Linked DNA regions of Mus musculus: region 2 is linked to region 1. The links are chromatin contacts, called in public Hi-C maps. All regions are on one chromosome and are shown on one strand. Each heading gives the region's core, a stretch centred on a gene start, on an enhancer-like site or on the middle of the called end of the contact. The rest is flanking DNA. Distances are from core to core; before and after follow the strand shown.

Evidence for each region. Hi-C and Micro-C count contacts between places; a contact is called where the count stands out from the background.
Region 2: a contact with region 1 is called in a Hi-C map of the N1E-115 cell line, with 6 times the contacts expected there. The contact joins the promoter of Tanc2 here to the enhancer-like site in region 1. A contact is called at or near these places in 2 of 39 promoter capture datasets (the 3T3-L1 cell line and hippocampal neurons), 8 of 484 Hi-C or Micro-C datasets (the HL-1 cell line, the N1E-115 cell line, Th2 cells and 5 more), 9 of 115 datasets of contacts at active chromatin or transcription factors (VIP interneurons, bone marrow-derived macrophages, differentiating embryonic stem cells and 5 more) and 1 of 9 other capture datasets (adipose tissue).

What each region holds. Positions count from the first base shown.
Region 1 is chr11:105,522,320-105,527,001 of GRCm38.p6, forward strand. No RefSeq gene overlaps it. Among named protein-coding and RNA genes, the nearest start is that of Gm39419, 7.2 kb to the left of the region's middle. Within about 2 kb of position 2,077, at least 44 of the 459 cell types and tissues checked have an H3K27ac peak or open chromatin away from gene starts, as enhancers often do. A contact at or near this core is called in the N1E-115 cell line, adipose tissue, muscle stem cells and 1 more, where this site is marked.
Region 2 is chr11:105,587,900-105,592,581 of GRCm38.p6, forward strand. Tanc2 (tetratricopeptide repeat, ankyrin repeat and coiled-coil containing 2) reads left to right here and starts at 2,087. Exons shown (of 26, transcript NM_181071.3): 1 at 2,087-2,350.

The DNA.
Region 1 (4,682 bases), core at 827-3,326:
ATGTTTCTTTAGGAAAATTAAGGTCTATGATTTGTTTGATGTCCCCAAGTCCAAAGGTTAGGCATGAGCGACAGAAGGGCTACACAGAGAAGAAAATAACAGTAATGACAAAGAATCCACGGGGTACATGTTCAGTGATAGAGCACTTGTTTACTGTGTAACAGAGCCCTAAGTTCAAACACCTAATACCATACACAGATACACACACACACACACAGAGAGACACAGACACACACACACAGACACACACACACACACACAGAGAGACACACACAGACATACACACACACACACAGTCACACACACAGACACACACACAGGCAGACACACAGACACACAGACACACACACACACAGAGACACAGACACACACAGACACACACAGACACACACACACACACACACACACAGTCACACACACAGACACACATACACAGACATACACACACAGGCAGACACACAGACACAGACACACAGACACACACACACTTTTGCGCACAAGTCCCTTGGCTACCATAGTGTTATCTAGGCTAGCCACTGGCCACAGCAAGACCCTGTCTCAACAAAACAAAACAAGCAAAACAAAACACCAAAGCAAAACATGACCAAGAGGCTCAGACAACACCTTTTTATTTTTAATCAGGAAGGGGATTTGATATTTGGATTTTGGGTATGATCAGCATGGAGTCAGCCTACCCTAAGACCTGTTACAGGTACCAAAAATTTGTAAAAGTAAAATAAAACTAGGACCAGAAACATAAATCTTGAAGTAAGATGCTTTAAAAAAATCAAGTAAATTTTATTATATCTTATTTCTCTGGAAATCAGAAAGCTGTGTGCCACCACACCTGTGGAAGGAGGGCCCATGCTGAGGACCTCGCCCCCTGGGATTTAACAGTTCCACCATGCTGTGAACACCGACTTAGGTGAAACTTTTATGAGAGACATCCTATATCCAACAAGCACCTAATATCCTGTGTGATACTATGAAAGTGCTGGCTGCCCTTTCCTATCTGGATTTTCTGGGACTATAAAAAGGAAATTCTTTTATAACAAACAGGAACAGAGACTTATATTTATTTCTGTTACTCTGGCCAGGTAAAGGCGTGAAAGACATGTGCCTTTCTGGTGATTGTTTGACAGCTCAGATCCTAAATGGAACCAGAATTTCCTAAAGGGCAAACCTGATCTTGTAGTATTATTTTTTTATTATTCCAATTCTCAATGCACTGCCTCAAAAACACTCTCCCATTGCTTATACTTTTATTGTCAAGCTGTCAAAACAGCAACTTCCTACTTAGGTTATAGTTATATGAACACATAAGGGCTTTTTATTAGATTTGCTTTGGGTTGAATTAGATGGTATCTTTTAGAAGGGATGCGTCATTTGTACAATGGTGAGGAGGCTGGCTTGGGGGCACATCCCTGAGAGGGCAGCTTCCTCATGCTGGGTCATCTTTTGTTTCTGCAAAGCGACCGACGTTACATGTGTACAACCTCCACCCAGCGCTCTGTCTGGGCCCTAGCTCACCTCAACCGTGGGCTTGCTTTTGTCTCTGTCCCTATTATATAGGCCATGCACTTGAGAGAGAGAGAGAGAGAGAGAGAGAGAGAAATCGACCAGTAAGGAGGCTGAGCCTCATGCCATCTCCGACCCTAGCATCCCTCACAGGTCAGATCTTTAAAGACGGGAATGTAAATAGAGCTGTCTACTGTCAAAGAGGTCATCTGGTGCTCATCACACAAATGGGGCAGAATTAAAGATGGGAGGAGTAGAGAGATGGGGGGAGGGGAATTGATATGCAGAAATTACCAGAAACATTGGTAGCCCTTGCTTTTCTTTCCCGTCCATCAATTGTGGTTAGGACTAGATTTGGTGTCACAAACTTTCCAGAATCACTAGAAAAGAAATCACCTACAACCTGGATTCTGTCCACTGGGTTTGTTACTAATGGTGAAGGTACAGGCTTTGCCCAGGACCTCATATTTTTTTAGAACGGCAGTTACTCTCACATCTGCCAGCACCGGAGGAAATTGATGGTAACCAATTGTCTAGGTGCTTTTGTTAGCGCCTCTTTTCTGCTGCGCTGGGCTACACAATTACCAGAGCCCTTGAGAATGCTTATTGTCAATAGGAGTAATTTCACATCCCATCCATTTAGTGAAGAGATGTGAAAATTGATCTCAGGTTCTGCGGTAAGACTGGAACCAAAGCTCAGGCTACAAATGCCTTGGAAATAAACATGTGCCCCTCGCCGTTTTCATTAGGTATCGCTGTCACCCAGCCTCTAGGGAAATGAACTCAAGTCCAGCTGTCTTTCTGTGCAAGTTCAGATGTGTTCCCAATCTGGTGGAGTCAGCTGTCATCTTCGTTTATTGTTAAATTTTGTAGTGGTTGTCATGAGGGTTGGCGGCCCCAAGGAGGGTGATTCTCTGTTTTATCCACAGACAGGGGAACAACGTAATTTGACACTGACTGCCAAGGAGGTCCTTCCAATTCAGCTTATTGTCTGAGCCCTTTTTTATTTGGTTTCAAAAGTCTCTTCAAAAGGGCAGAAAAATTAGCCTTAAATAGTATTTCTTGGATTGCCTTTAACAGTGGTGATAAGAAGAAAGCGTCTAGTCTTGACAGAAGTGGTTTCATTATAACTTGTTTTTATCTTGCCAGAATAAGCAAGGGACTTCAAAATGTGTTTTCATTACGGCTAAGGAGCAAGTTATAGCTGATATCTTCGTCAAAGAAAGAGCGATCTGTGAACTCTATTATTATGTCTCTCTTTTGCTTTCTGCTTGCAAAGCAAAGAGGAGATTTTGTTTAGTTCTTGTTATTTTTAAAGAGAACTTCTGTCAACACAACATATCAACAAGAATTTGCATTTCCAGGAGCTGGAGAGATGACTGGATGGTTAAGAGCTCTGGCTGCTCTTCCAGAAGACCTAAGTTCAGTTCCCAGCACCCACATGGCAACTCCCAGGATCTGACATCCTCTTCTGGCCTCTACAGGCAACCCGCACATGCATAGTATGGACAAACATAGATGACACACTCCCATACACATAAATACAAATACATGTTTAAAAAATTGCGTTCCCGGAAGTTCTATCTTTCACAGCAAGGATCCAGTCTTTTTTATAAAATGACTTTGTATACGAAGGACTTTTTTATACAAAAACCAAAAAACCAAAACTACAGTCAAGATGAAACTCTTTAACCTAAAAATGAACCTTGGAAACAGAAGGTAAAATAAAGCCAGAACAACTGTTATTTTCTGTTTTCTTTCTTGACAGGTGACATTAAGCTGACATTGAGCTACAGACATGACATCATCCGTGGGGTATACCCAGTGCCAAACATACTGCATTCTTTTGACCAAAAGGGAGGGTTTGTGCAGACATACAGACATGGGCTCTGGAGCTCCAGAGCTGGCCTAAGTCTGCAGACAAACAGGTCAAAGCACATTGAAGTTACACAACTCCTGCAGATGCCCAGCCTCCGCCCTCGGGCCAGCTGGAGAGTTTACATTTGTCAATTGCTTCCTTGAGGGCCTGGCTCAAGACTTACTTCCTGCAGGAGCTGGTCTTTGCCTAAGCTGCCTCCCTCAGCCCTGCTGCACATCTGCTCACGCCTCATCTCACTCGCTTCTGCTCTGCCAGGCCCCTGTCTGCATTTTCCCTCACTCCCAGTTCCTTCTCTGCCTCTATCTTTTTGGCTTAAGGGGGGGAAAAAGTAATATTTTCTACTTGGACAATTTTATACAAGTAACACAGTGTATCTTGATCATATCCACCCCCAGCTTCCTCCCCTTCTCCCCCAAACACCCCAACATGTCCTCACCTTTTTTCCTTTACTTGATAACCCACTGAGTCTAATTAGTGCTGCCTGTTGGAATCTGGACTGGTTGATCTGCTTGGTCTTATGCAGGTGCCCATAGCTGCAGCGAGTCCTGAGTGCAAGGGCCACGCCATGTTCAGAAGACAGCATTGCACACCCCTCCCCATCCTCTGGTTCATGTACTCATTGTGATTCCTCTTCTGAGGTGCTCCCTGATCCCAGGGTCAGGTAGGGCTCATTTAGGGCTGAGCTCGAGTCTGCCCCTTATTCTCACACCATTGCGTATCTGCACTGACTGCTGCCCACTGCACACAAAAAAACTTCTCTGGCTAATGTTGAGGGTGACACTAACCTATGTGTAAACCATAACTATTTTAGAAGGTGCTTTGACAACGTTATCACAGCAAAACAACAATGGCAGATCTCCCTCTGAGTGCCGGTGACCTCCTTACCCATTGGCGTTTGACTAGGATTAAGGTACAAGGCATGCCTCCAATCTGATTCCATCTTCCACTCCTTTTGAGCATTTCTGCACAAATATAGAGCTAAGCAGATCCTAGGTTGTCAATCAAGGAGAATGTTTGCAGTCACTGTGTTGGGGTGGGTCCTCCTTTGTCTCTGATCCTAGAAACCAGACGCACTGCTTACTCATCCTGGGTTCTCTAGTCTGCTCTGTTGATAGCATGCCACCTGGCTGTGATCCAGAAAAACACCCCAAGTCTCTTCTCAGTGAGCTACATTAGGTGGAGTTTCCCCCACCCCTCTTTGTTGTTGTTGGTTGTTTTTTTGTTTGTTTGTTTTGGTGACAGGGCTTCACTCTATAGCCCAAGCTTGCTAGGAACTTGCTACGAA
Region 2 (4,682 bases), core at 837-3,336, 66 kb after region 1:
TAAAAAGACTAAAAGAGACGGAAGGAGGGTAAATTCAAGTCTAAAAACAATGCAAACAGTTGGTATTTTTCCACGAACACTTTATTGTATACTATATTCTGTACTAAATATTTCTCAAAGTTTTGTTTAAATTTCATAATCACTCTGTGAGGTATCATGACTCATTCCAAACAGGTGAAGAAAAGTTTCAAAGACTTGCTTAGCACCACGTCCCAGGGTAAGTGGAAAGTGACACGGACCAAACCTGTTCTTTGACTCCAGAGATAACGACATTGTAATGTTTCATTGTGAAACTGTTGAAATGTAACGTTTCTTTGTGGGTTAAAACCTAAACACAGGCACAGTTTCCTTTTGAGGTGTGTATGCAGTTGTGACCATTAACCAGTGTTGACCATTCTAATAATCCAGAAAATTTCCCTCTGATGCCCACCTCACCTACCTCAGTCCCCTGCTCCTATCACCATAGGCAGGTAGGTTTTAGTTAGACTTAACTTTTGGAACTAGTATCAACAGTCCATATGTCTTTCACATGACTAATTATAGTCATACCTCAGAGTTCTACCTCAGAGTTCTCAAGCGTTCACTGGAATGGCTTGCTTTCTGACGTGACTTCATGTCCATTTTTTAAAAATATTGCATTGAAATTAATATTTTTTTTAAAAAAATCAAAGAAATTACATAAGTGCTATGGGGTTGGGGTAGATTCAGATAGACTGTTATCAAAATAAGCAACCAATCAATCAATTTCTCCACCTTCTAAACGGCACTGAAACAACACCCTTGATTGATGCAATTTGTGAATCTATTTCCAATCATGGCATTTCATTAAGAAGCAGATGACGAAAAAGTCATCTCAGTTAATGGGATGGAAGTTCACCCAAGCAAAATATGCAACGATGATTGCTTTGTATCATCTTGTAGCACGCACTTGGGAAAAAATTTTTATTCCAAGAATCCTGCAAAGTTGAAGGGCTGTTTTCGTGGTTTGAAGCAAGCTGAAGACCATCTAGGCAGAGAGTTTGGGGAGAAACATGACTGAATAGCCTCCAATGGGGTCTTAATGTGATGACTTTCTATGCTTAGCCGGGTGCCTTGAAATCACTATAGTTCTTATTGAAGCTGGTAATGACAGAGGCAGCGTGTCAACTTTACTGAAGTCTAGCAAGCTAAGGTTAGAGAACTGTCATCAATTGTTCCAGATGACAGTTTTCTTTCTTCCTCTCTATTTTCCCTCGCCCCCCCCCCGCCCCCAAGCCATTGTTGTTTTTCCTCCCATCCCTGTTCGAAAGGCAACGGTGGCATCTTGAAAGCAGTCTACACATTACCACTGAGACGCAGGAGAGGAATAACTGACACTTGTTGGCGTCGATGACTTTGAGTGACACGTGTGCCTGTGGTGACCAGAGCCGGGGGCAGTCTAGAGGAACGTTCGGGCTATCAAAGCAGGAGGAAAGGCCCCCAGAAGTGGGCGCACGTGACAGCAGCAGCCACCTCGAGAGTGACATCATCTCGGGGGGCGGAGCCAAACTCTTTAGGGCCTTGTCAGCTATTGAGCTTCCTCTCCTCTTCCTTACCAAATGCCTTCGACCCCACCAGTCCAAGCCCCCTGAGGAAACCAGAAATGCCTACACGTCCTGCAGCGCCAGGGCCCCCTCTGTCAGCGCGGAGCCGGGGTTCACCACCACCAGCTCTCGCAACGCCTCCCCGCCCCCAGGCCGTGGAGGGGCGGGGGGCGGGGGCGCGCGCGCTCCACCACGCACGCGCCCCCACGCACGCGCTCTCCCTCCGCGCTCGCGCTCCTCCCCAACCCGGCCCGGAGGGGGCGGGGCTGCGGGCGGCCTCCGAGGGTGCGACGCCCCCGGCGCGGCGGCGGCGCTAGAGAGCGGCCTGCCGGGCGCGGGTTGCTGGGCGCGCGCTGCTCCGGCGGGGCCCGCTGGCCACAGCCGCCTCGCGCCAGCCGCCCGCCCGCCCAGCGCGGCCAGCTGCGAGCGCCGCTAGCGCGGGGCCCCAGGCGGCAGGCGCCGCGCTCCCTCCGCCGCCCCGCGCGCCTCCTCGGGCGGCCCCGCCCCCGTTCCCATCCCCCTCGCGCTCACCTCCCGGCTGTGCCGCGCGCGAGGCGGAGCGAGGCGCCCGCCGCCGCCGCGGTGCTGAGGGGCGAGCCTGTCCCCCCCGCGCCGCCGCTGACAGGAGGACCGCAGCGGGCTGCCAGCGCTCGCCGGCCGCGAGGCCCCGCCGAGCCCGACTGAGGTGCGGATCCTCCGTGGGGCGTCCGCGGGCGGCGCGGTCCTCACCGGAGACCACTGGCACGCGGGCTTGACCCCGAGGTGCGCCGCGCCCCTTAGAACGGCAGGTAAGGGCTGGGCGAGCAGGGAAGAAGGGTCGGTGAGGGTGAGGTGACAGGGGCGTTCGCTTGCGACGCCTCAGCTGCGGGGGCTGGGGCGAGCAGGGAGACTGGGAAACGGACAGTGAAGTGCCTCCGGTGTCGAAGGCGTGGGGAAGGCAGGCTGCCTCCGAATGAATGTGGGACCGAGGGCGGCTTCGGAGGGCTCCGGGGTCTACCACTTGGTTGTCACCGAGGTTGGTCTTGGTATTTGGTACCTGGAGGGTCTTTGGATGACGGGGACCGGGATGAGATGCGAGGCAGATTGCTAAACGTGGCAAGGAATGTGGTGCAGAACGAGTTGCAAAATGTGTCCCTGAATGCAGCATAAAAGTAGTTGTGAAATGTGCCAGGTAAAGGCACAGGATGGGCTGGCCTCTGTGGCGTAGAAATGCATGGTAGAAGTGTTATTAGGAACATGAATAATTCCTTTGGGGAAGGAGGTGTACTATAATAAAAGACTAATGGGGCTTTTGCTACATATTCTGTCGTAGGAGATCGAGAGGAGCTGCGATTTTTGACATGGGGAAAGTACCCACGTGAAAGCAAAAAAAAAAAAAAAAAAAAAAGATTGTCTGATTGTGAGATGGGAAAGGAAAAAAATGGGGCTAAAATGATTTCAGATTTTGTCATCAACATGTAGAGCATCCATGCAATTGTAGCCTGTCTCTCTATTCCAGGTGTGGAATGTTTAAAATGTTTCCCAGAAAACATAAACAATGGTCATTAGCATTAGGAAAAGATTGGATGTCTTTCACTCTCTCCTCTGCTCCTCTCAAGGAAAAAAGAAAAAAAAGAAAAACACAAACAACAAAAAAAGACAAACAAGCCAAGCACCCTGACTGTAATTGTGTGTTCAGGATCGTTAGGCAAAGGGAACGATTTTTCATGTGTCCCTGCCTTGGCTTTTTTACAGGTGAAAATAAGTGGAACAAGGAAAACAGAACAATATGGTGAACAAAAGGGATAAATTTTCAGGCATTTTGAAGGGTTGGAGCCAAAAGCTATGGCAGTGGCTAATTACAGAGCCTGGCAATAGTGGAATATTCTGGTATGTTTTAGCTCTTGAGATGGGATGGTGAGATAAGATAAAAACGCTATACAGTAAATTGGCATAAAATGCAGCAACATGGATACTGTCAATGTAGTTAGTGTTCCTTGTAGCATTTACCAGGTAAATTGTCTTCGGGATGTGAGGGAAAACCAGAAACAAATGAAACAACTGTTCCTTACCTCTCTTCCTCCTCCTTTCAACCCCATCTTTCTCTCTTAAGTGTGTGTGTGTGTCCACATGCTACAAAACGTTGTGACTTCCATCTAAGAACATCTGTGTTTTGAGAGGATTGTCAGAACATACTGTAATTTCAAAAGTAACAAAAGACAGCTAGATGAGCCATTAAAAATAACGTGTGTATACATTGAGTATCTGTGTAACTGAAACAAAAGCAGAAATATTTGATGTGTTCACCAGGGTGTATTTAATTATTGATGATATCTTGGTGTGTTATGTTGGAATTCTTATAAATTGAATTACCTGCGTGAATGTTGTTCTTATTATAGTAATTTGCCAGATAATCTGAAAATTCATAGTGATTGGCTTCGCCCTGGTTCCAGATTCATTCATTGAGGGATCATTTCCTTCAAAAACGAAATTGGATTTTCCTTGATTAATTTTGAACTTTAGTCTTTTCTGAAGATATTTAGCCTTTTCTGAAGAGGCTCTGTTGAGGCTAAAGAGAGAAGAGGGCCAGAAGAGAATAAAGAGCAGTTCTGTTGGGTCTTCCTGTTTTGTTCTGACTGTAAGCCATATGCACTGCCACCCCCTACTGTCTGTAGGAAGAGGTGTTGCAGAACCCTGTTCTTTCCTTGTTATCACTGCCCCCTTGTGTAAGGGAAGAAATTGATAGCTGCAACTTTTGGGAAACAGTCTTTTCAGATTGTTCTTTATCATTGGAGTGGCTATGTAGATCTATTAATCACTTGTTTACTTTAAAGTGCATAGCTAGGAACACATGTTAACCAGATCTTAGATTTGATGTCCCATTTAAATAGTATCTGATATTAGTTAATTCAGGTTGCTAAAAATGCTCAGGAACATGGGACTCTATTACTTTAGTAGTAGTAGGTTACATTTATACAGCATACACTTCCTGACAGTCTTGTACATTGTTTATACAGTTACAAAATTCTTTGAGGTATATATTGTTATTTCCATTTTACCCAGGAGAAATGGAAACAGATTAATTTGCCAAAGATTATGTAGCTGAGAATTGGAAATGCTGTTTTAATTTAGAAACTCTGG